Regions from separate parts of the Mus musculus genome. Here region 2 is linked to region 1. The links are chromatin contacts, called in public HiChIP or PLAC-seq maps. All regions are on one chromosome and are shown on one strand. Each heading gives the region's core, a stretch centred on a gene start, on an enhancer-like site or on the middle of the called end of the contact. The rest is flanking DNA. Distances are from core to core; before and after follow the strand shown. Region 1 holds the start of Hnf4g (hepatocyte nuclear factor 4, gamma). Region 2 overlaps Hnf4g (hepatocyte nuclear factor 4, gamma).

Evidence for each region. HiChIP or PLAC-seq counts read pairs in DNA pulled down with a chosen protein or histone mark.
Region 2: a contact with region 1 is called in an H3K4me3 HiChIP or PLAC-seq map of intestinal villus epithelium, with 8 times the contacts expected there. The contact joins the enhancer-like site here to the promoter of Hnf4g in region 1. A contact is called at or near these places in 2 of 39 promoter capture datasets (both in liver), 1 of 15 datasets of contacts at CTCF or cohesin (liver), 13 of 484 Hi-C or Micro-C datasets (the AML12 cell line, embryonic stem cells, liver and 3 more), 3 of 115 datasets of contacts at active chromatin or transcription factors (intestinal crypt epithelium, intestinal villus epithelium and kidney) and 3 of 9 other capture datasets (adipose tissue, embryonic stem cells and pancreatic islet).

Annotation. Positions count from the first base shown.
Region 1 is chr3:3,505,781-3,509,913 of GRCm38.p6, reverse strand. Hnf4g (hepatocyte nuclear factor 4, gamma) reads right to left here and starts at 1,884. Exons shown (of 10, transcript NM_013920.2): 1 at 1,582-1,884. The coding sequence starts at 1,585.
Region 2 is chr3:3,581,782-3,586,272 of GRCm38.p6, reverse strand. All of the region lies in intron 1 of Hnf4g (hepatocyte nuclear factor 4, gamma), which reads right to left. Among named protein-coding and RNA genes, the nearest start is that of Hnf4g, 76 kb to the right of the region's middle. Within about 2 kb of position 3,217, at least 2 of the 459 cell types and tissues checked have an H3K27ac peak or open chromatin away from gene starts, as enhancers often do. A contact at or near this core is called in intestinal villus epithelium, where this site is marked.

The DNA of each region.
Region 1 (4,133 bases), core at 635-3,134:
TTGTATCCTTCCCATAGTATTACTCCAATTACTAAGAGATTACTTCAAACTGAGAATCAGTTTTCAACTAGAGTATCAACATTTTAATACTTGATATCTAGTGGGCCTAGCACAGACATAGTTAGAGTAAGAACTTTAATAGCCATTTAACATTCATGAGCTGTACACTGTGAAGACATACACCCAAAAGTCATCAAAGACTCCACACACAAGGAGAAGGGCATCCTCTTTATATTTTGCTATAATTTACATGATGCTTCACAAACTAGAATTAATTCTGGAATTTATAGAAATAACAAAGATTTTGAAAATAATGAATATTTTGAAAGTAATGAATACTTACTGGGTTCACAACACTATATATGACAATGTTTAAGATACTTCCATTCTCTTAAAGCTTGCTGAGAACATCCCGATATTTGTAGACCCATAAACGAAGAGGAAGAAGATCAGCAAGGAGAAAACCAATTGCTACCAATTTCCACCATGCTTTGAAAAGTTTATAAAGCAATTCCCAGTGCAACCAAGGGAATACAACACTGAGTTGGTCAAGGGCTTCAGACACAGGAAATCAGGTAGCCTGAGTCAGAAGTGTGAGAACCAAGTGAGCCTACTGAGGGGTGGAGCAGGAAGATGATTACAAACAAATGGAATCGCCAAGGTGGAGGAATAGTACATCCTTGTGAAAAGAAACAAGTCACCTATAAAATAAGTTGTCAAGGATAGAGTAACTAAAGCCCAAACAGGAAATTCAGACACCACTGAGGTTTTCTATTTACAGAATATCCCACAATGTTTTAAGCTCTAACCCTTGTCCTGAGATGAAAACTGAGATTGTTTTGCATATTGTAAAGAAGTACTTTAGCTCCATTTGCAGATACCCTTAAACACACATTCCCTCAAGTTGGGATCGTCTTAGACACTTCTAAGATCTTATCACATACCTAGTTCTTGCCATTAGACACCGAATGACTTCAACTTAATCCAAACGTGGTTTAGCTCAACATCCAATAGGTCAAATCTTCCAAAAGAAACTGACCCTTTAACTAGCATATACAATCGTCACCAACAGCTTTACCAGAAAGTGCCTAATCCACAAATGTCTGAAAGAGTATAGGGGAGCACACTTGAGTAAAGGTCATGGGGGGGGGGGGATATGCTTCTGCACCAAGCACCAAACATCACTCCTCTGTAGTCATTTAATGTCCAGTCACACGTACTAGCTTGGACTCCGCCTCCCTACCTCAAACTTTCAGGGAACCCCTCACCACTACAAACAGATCTTGGAATCATGTGACCAGCAACAGCCACCAAAGCTTTCCAACCACCCAGACACATGCAGAGCAGGTTCTAGTTTTCTTTTTCAAGGGTTTGAACATTCTCAAGCTCCAGCAGCTTCTGGTTTTTTTTGTTTTGTTTTTTTGTTTTTTGTTTTTTGTTTTTTGTTTTTTTCTGGCCAAGAGGTCAGGGTGCTCAGCCTCTCAGCCACCTTCTTGGGGGAACTGAGACTCCCCGTGCAGAACAGCGGCCTGGTGTAGAGTGGGTCATTCGCGGGCACTGGGCGCGGGCAGAACGACTCACCCATGCCAGCGGCAATGGAGCTCCCGCGTCGCAGTCAGCTGCAAGGCTTGCTCTGCATCTCAGTAGCAGATCCCCATATGCATGCGCCCTGACAGTGACAGCGGTGTTCAGCAGTGCACCTTCCGGAGAGCCAAGAAGTTTTCAGGCAGCCTGGAAATTGGGTGGGGCTCCAAGGTGGCACTGGGATTTTGTTGTTTTGTTTATTTTCCTGGATCTCTAGCAAAAATTTTGGGGGACCATATGCCGGGAAGAATATTAGCTTTGCTCAATGGCGACGATGGTCCAGGGCCTGACTCTCACAGTGAGGTCGATTTACTAAACAAACTGAATCGTGGGTGGGGATGTTAAACAGTAACTAGCGAGCTTCAATGAAAACTGAAAGCGGCGAGGCAGCCTCCTCCCGGGCGCAATCTTTTCCGGTTCTCCAGCCCTAGGGCTCACTGGCCAGCTACTTTCAGAGCCTTCGGGTTTGGACCTCAGTGGCCGTTCACAGCCATCCCTCAGTGACTGCAACACACCTCATTATGATCTCCAGCAGATTAAAGACCCCCTTGGCTTGAAGCCTCCAGCTTGAGCGGGTCGCTCCCCATCTCTCTGGCTAGGTGAACCAGGCCAGGTTGAATTTAGCTGCGCATCTGAAACCAGAGACCTTCCTTTCCCCTCCCCTCGGAGCCAGTCTGGTCTTGGCTGCATTTATTCAGGCTAAGAAATGTTTTAGAGCAAGTGACAAGGAGAAGCCTATGATCATATGATGGAAATCTAAGTCATTGCCTAAGAGATCCAGATGAAGGGCAGAAGTGTTGTTCAAAGGAATTAAATGGGCTTCCTGGGAGCAGGACTGCAGATGCACCTCTAGAGACCAGAGGACCACTTCTTTAAATTGCACTTTGGGCCTGTGATCCTTCTGGGTGCTTTGTTCTGCAAGAGTTCTGGGCAGGGAAGGAAGAAGGCTTTTATTCCTCTTGCAGATATGCCTGTGGTTTCTAGTCAGTAAGTATCTTTTTACATATGAATCAACCAAAAAACTTCTCTCTCTCTGTCTCATACCCTTTGGCTCATTCTACAACCTTCTTCCTTATGAAATGATATCAGACACACCTGTGCTATAGCCGGTCATCTTGGCCAGGAGTTTGTGACAGCAACAGACAGATTTGTGATTTTCTTTTTTAATCTCCTCAGTTTAACATCCTGTTTGCAGGAATGATAGGCTTAAGGTACAATAACTATTTATGCTCTTGAGATAAACAGTTACCTAATCCACAGGGTTTTCTTCTTTTCTGAGTAGGGGTTGGCTGTTATTTTGGTATTGTAATAATGCCAAAGAGATCAAAGAACTAGGTGTGTAGAGGTTTGATTTTCTTTTTCCTTTTTTCTTTTCAGATAGGATTTCTGAACTTTCTCAGCTTTCTCCTCTTGTTGAGAGGGTCTTTTAAAAACAAGATGCTACCTGTTTTAGAAATCAGAACAAAGGAAACATGTCACATACAGTTCTCCTTAAATGTACTTTCCAGAGCAAAACACATTCTTTGGGTGCTCACTGCCCATGAGACCTTGCAAACAATGTGAGGAAAGTGGCTTCCATCCAGGTCATCTCAGAATACCTGCCAGTGTTAGGGACAGGAGTAGAGTTAGATTTAATGAGGCTGATTATGCAAATCTCCCACAGGTGTGCTGTTTACAGCCTCTCTGTGCACACTGTCTTAAAACAAAACAAAACAAAACAAAACAAAACAAAAAACAAATTTTTTTCAGATACTCAATGGTGAGTGAAAATTGTCTAATACAATGCTAAAATGTAAATTGTAATTAGCATAAATTAGCTTATCCTTTGAAACTTTTTAGAGAAGCTTTTCCCTTTCCCTTCACACAAGCTGAGACTTGACACTCTATTGCTTCCAGCAAGGACATATTGTTGGACTTGAAAGGACTATTTAACAGTGAATCGACAATATCAGTAGGTTTGGTTTTGCATGATCAATGCCTGCTGGCTGTGTGGTAGAATCTTTCTCTGATCTACCAAGAAATAAACTAGGGATCTGTTCAAAAGGCCAATTTGTAGAACCTTGGCCAGAAAACTGAATCAACAGCTTTTTACTAATGAAAATAGACACATCTAAGACCAGTACTCAGGAGGGAAAGTGTGTGAGAATTATTGGACTACTTTCAGTGGAAAATCCACTGAACAGGGACAACTTTTTGGGTAAGAACATTAAGGGAGTGGTTTTAGAGAAATGTATGAATGCAAGCTGTTACCAGGTATAAAGAGGTGAAGATGTCGCCCTTGCTTGGAAATTTTACCAGGTAAAGCCAAAGGAGAGAACCAGAGACCATCAAGTAGGTTTAGTAATTATTACTGAAGCTTCTTTATTATGATTCTCCATGGCATGGGTTTTAGTTGCTGAAGATGAAAACTTTCAGTTCTGCAGAGCTGTTCCCTGACACTCTGGTAGGGTGGGGTATGGGCCTACAGAGAGCAGGAAGATATCATCCAAAGACTGCTTCAGGAAAAGGTTCTTGGAAGACACATGAAGCTTTATTTTGCTACCTATGAC
Region 2 (4,491 bases), core at 1,968-4,467, 75 kb before region 1:
TTTGTCAGTTACCAGATTAAAAGGTGGTCTGACTTCAGACCACTAATGAGCAGTGTAAACTACCCCTTTGTACCTATATGCATGTAGGTACCTAGTGAGAAATATGTAAAGGATCTAAAATTCAAACATGATCTTAGCACTGTATAGTTAGCACTATAAATATCTCATTAAATAAGTAGTGGCCAGACTATAACAGGAAGATCCTGAGGTGAACAACAAGAAAGGATTCTAATTTACAACCATAGAAGCAGGATAAAAATAGCCTTTGGTGTGTTTATAAAAAGATAAAGGGTATAGGAATATGTTCTATGGGGATGTGGTGAAGTGTGGGGGAAGGTGGTGCCTTGGCAGGCCCATGGCAAGGTATCTCTTCCCCCTGAGAAACCAGCCACATGATGGTATTGCATAGAAGAGAGTTTATTTAGAGCATGGGGAAGGGAGTTAAAAGAGTAGTAGAGGCAGCGAGAAGGGCAGGGAGAAGGAGAGAGTAGAGAAATAGAGGCTGGCTATTACCACATGAATAGAGGGTGGGGAGGGAGTGGGGAGAGAGGGAGAGCAAGGGGACAAGAGGCATGGGAGATAAGAGTAAGAGAGAGTAGAGGGGGAAAGCATCTCTTTTTACAGGGCCAGGCCTACTTGGGCATTGCCAGGTAACCGTGGGGAGGAGCATAGCTGGCTGTTGCCAGGTAACTGTGGGGGTGGAGTCCAGACAGAATATCTGCAGCCTTTTCTAGAGCTCTTGAGTCTTTTGGGATAGTGGGGCTAAGATTGAGCAAGTCAGACAGGTTTGGATACCACAAGAAAACCTACAGAGACAACTAACTGCAGCCCATGGGTGCTCACAGAGATAGAACCACCAACCAAAGAGCATCCATGGGCTGGACCTCGGCCCCACCATAAATTTGTAGCAGATGTGCAGCTTGGTCTTCTTGCAGGTCTTCTAACAATTGGAGTAGGAGCTGTTTCTGACACTGTTGCCTGCCATTAGATCCCTTTCATTGGATCCTTAGGGAAGTGAACAGCCTAGTTGGGCCTCAGTAGGAGAGGATGCCCTTAATCCTTCTGCAACTTGAACTTCCAGGGCAGGGTATTAACCAATTGGGGATTTCACCTTCTCTAAGGAGAATGGGAGGAGGTAATGGAGCAAGGATTTGTAAGAGTGGGATTGGGAGGAGAGAAGGGAGAGGAGGGTGCTGAGATCAGAATGTAAAGTGAATAACTTAATTTTTTTAAAAAAGGGAGAAAAGATAGCCTTTTCAGCCAGCAAGATGGTACAGTATATAAAGATATGTGATTTCAAGCCTCAAGAACTAAGTTTGATCTCTGGAACTCACATTAAAGGAGAGAATAGAATCTAGCAAGCTATCTTTTGGACTCCATACCAATGCAGCAGCACATGTGTCTTCTGGCCTGCACAAAATAAGTTAATGGTTTTGTTTCTGTTTCTGTTTAACTTGGCTTTATAGTATTATATATGTGACTTGGATCTTGTAAATGGGAAGCTGATTTTAACTGAGTTCTAGGGCTTTTCATCGGATACAGTTCTCTAATTATAAGCATCCAGTGCTGCAGGGGCTGGATAACCTGATCACTACTAGGGATATAGAAATGTTTTCCTTTTATTCTGAGAACTGAGATGCAAATTTGGAGACCAATTTCCTTTCCCACAGTTCTGTTTTCTGCTACTTAGATCTTCACACATGGAGAAGGTAGAAGAATGGTGGTTGTCTCAGGGATCCTTCAGGAACAATAGGCAACCTGGAGCTTGGGCTCAATCAAATGTGAGATTACACAAGAACCTCTGGGTATTTTTCTGTGCTTTGCAAGCTGTTTGATCAGGTCCTAAGCATCCTAACTCGCCAGAAGTGTGAGGAGCCAGAGAGCTAGCATGCAATTAAAGCGCAATAAGAAAAACATACTGGGGACAGAACCTGGTCAAAGGGACCCATGAGGTGTTTCCTAAGAAAGAACATTGGAGTAAAACCTTGGAGTGGCTGTCAAGCAAAGGATGCAAAAAGAGAATGACAGAAAATTCTGAGAGAGAACTGGACTGCTTTATGCACCAGAAAACTCATTATTAGAGATGTGTTTTCTTAGAGTAGCCAAAGTCTACTTTGTGTGTGTGTGTGTGTGTGTGTGTGTGTGTGTGTGTGAGAGAGAGAGAGAGAGAGAGAGAGAGAGAGAGAGAGAGAGATACTCTCCTGTTATTTTTACAAGATGAACTATGAATTAGAATTAGTGGGAAGAAGCTGTGCCTCCAAAGACTGGTTAATTAAAAGTGTAGTAATGTGAGGTGGGTGGAATGTTACAGGTCCAGGGCTAATTACCTCACCTCAACCTGGCTTTAGCTGCTAAGTAGCTATTCATTACCCACTTGTGTCAGATCTAACATCCTGTGACTAATAGGTAAAAATCTTTGTAATTCTATTAATTTAGCAGACCACTAGTTTCCACCAACCCAGAAGCTAAAAGTATGTATTATCAGATAATATCGAACACTTAGTGAAAATCTCCCCTCCCAATCCTATAATAACCTCTCTGATGTACCACCAATGTTTTAAAATTTTACCTTGATTTATGACATTTCTTTTTCTGTAAACTATATTAATTCATGAAAATGCTAGAACATGAACTTTGGAGTGACCTGTGATCCCAGGCAAATGTCACTCAAAAAGGTTCCAAAATAAACTACCTCTTATTCCCCTTAACTGTATTTTTGCATCCACAGGTCAAAAGAGAAAAATATTGTCACTCTTGAAATTTTTTATTTCACTAACACACTAACAGTTTGCATTGCAAAGAGTAGATATTCAGCTGACCTTTCTAACTTGAATCATCCAAGACTTTAACTTTACTGTGTAGTGATAGCCTTCTTGATATGTATGTAGTTGGGAAGTTCCTGAGAAAGCATCCTGGTACATAGAAGACGGCACTACAAGGTCACTCTTATCAATGCCGGCAGAGTTTCTTCTCTACAGACATTAGCACAGAGAGAGTAGCTGTAAGGAATGATAACTAAAATTTGTTAAGAAAGAAATGTGTTCTACCTTTTAGAAGATGTTACAATAAGATTTAGAAATAAATGTTTTTTAATACTAACTATGCTCTCTATAAATTTCATCTTACATTTTTAAAGGGAACACCCATAGGATTCATTATATAAATGCAACTTGAGATGAATCACATTGAACTTTGGAATGGCAAAGAAGATATAATTTTCTGCAATGCCAAGTACTGAGGACTAGGGGGCAGTGGAATAAAGGAGTGGTTATATCCAAGGGCACATGCCCAAGGCAATTTGGCTTGCAGACCAGGGAGATGATTCTTCTTCTTCTTCTTCTTCTTCTTCTTCTTCTTCTTCTTCTTCTTCTTCTTCTTCTTCTTCTTCTTCTTCTTCTTCTTCTTTTTCTTTTTAACAATTTTTATTAGATATTTTCTTCATTTACATTTCAAATGCTAACACAAAAGACCCCTACACCCTCTCCCCCCATGCCCTGCTCCCCAACCCACCCATACCCACTTCCTAGCCCTGGCATTCCCCTGTACTGGGGCATATAATCTTTACAAGACCAAGGGCCTCTCCTCCCAATGATGGCCAACTAGGCCATCTGCTACATATTCAGCTAGAGACACGAGCTTTGGGGGTACTGGTTAGTTCATATTGCTGTTCCTCCTATAGAGTTACAGACCCTTTCAGTTCCTTGGGAACTTTCTCTAGCTCCTCCATTGGGGTCTCTGTGTTCTATCCAATAGATAACTGTAAGCATCCACTTCTGTATTTGCCAGACACTGGCATAGCCACACATTTTCAAATGTTTAAGAAACACTCAAGAACATAACCCTAATGATAACTATATGGAAAACTAAATCAGCCTTGATTTATAGGATATAAGTCTATCCTCTGATATGAAGAATGAAAACAGTTGCCCAGTACAGATCATGATGATAACTGGAAAAGAGTCCTTTACCTATTTCCTTTATAGTAGTAACATGTGAACTAGTATGAGTTGGCTTGGAGATATTTTATATCAGGTCAGTGGAAAAAATAAAACCAAATAATTTTAAATTTCCATGAAAAGTAACAAACAGTAATTTTTTTAGCTGTTTTATTTTGTTTTTACTATTATCTTTACTATTCACTATTGGGTCACACAATGAAAATGATGCTTTAATTGAGAATTAAATTAGACAACGATTCTCTTCATTCATGGAAGCTCTAATGAAGCTGCTATCTAGTAAACAGGAGATGGATAAAACAAGGGGTTTATCAGGGTACATTGATTTTAACACTCTTTAGTTTTTACTTGTACTTTAAACCTAGGTAGACAAGAAGATTGACCACTCTACTGAACCTCTGCTGTTCTGGTTTGACACTTTCTTGTTGCCAAGCCTGGCATTAAACTATGAACTCAAGTGGTCCTTGTCTGCCTCAGCCTCTTGAATTGCTGAATCAGCAGGAGAGGAATAAGGTGCCTTGTTAAAATTAACTAA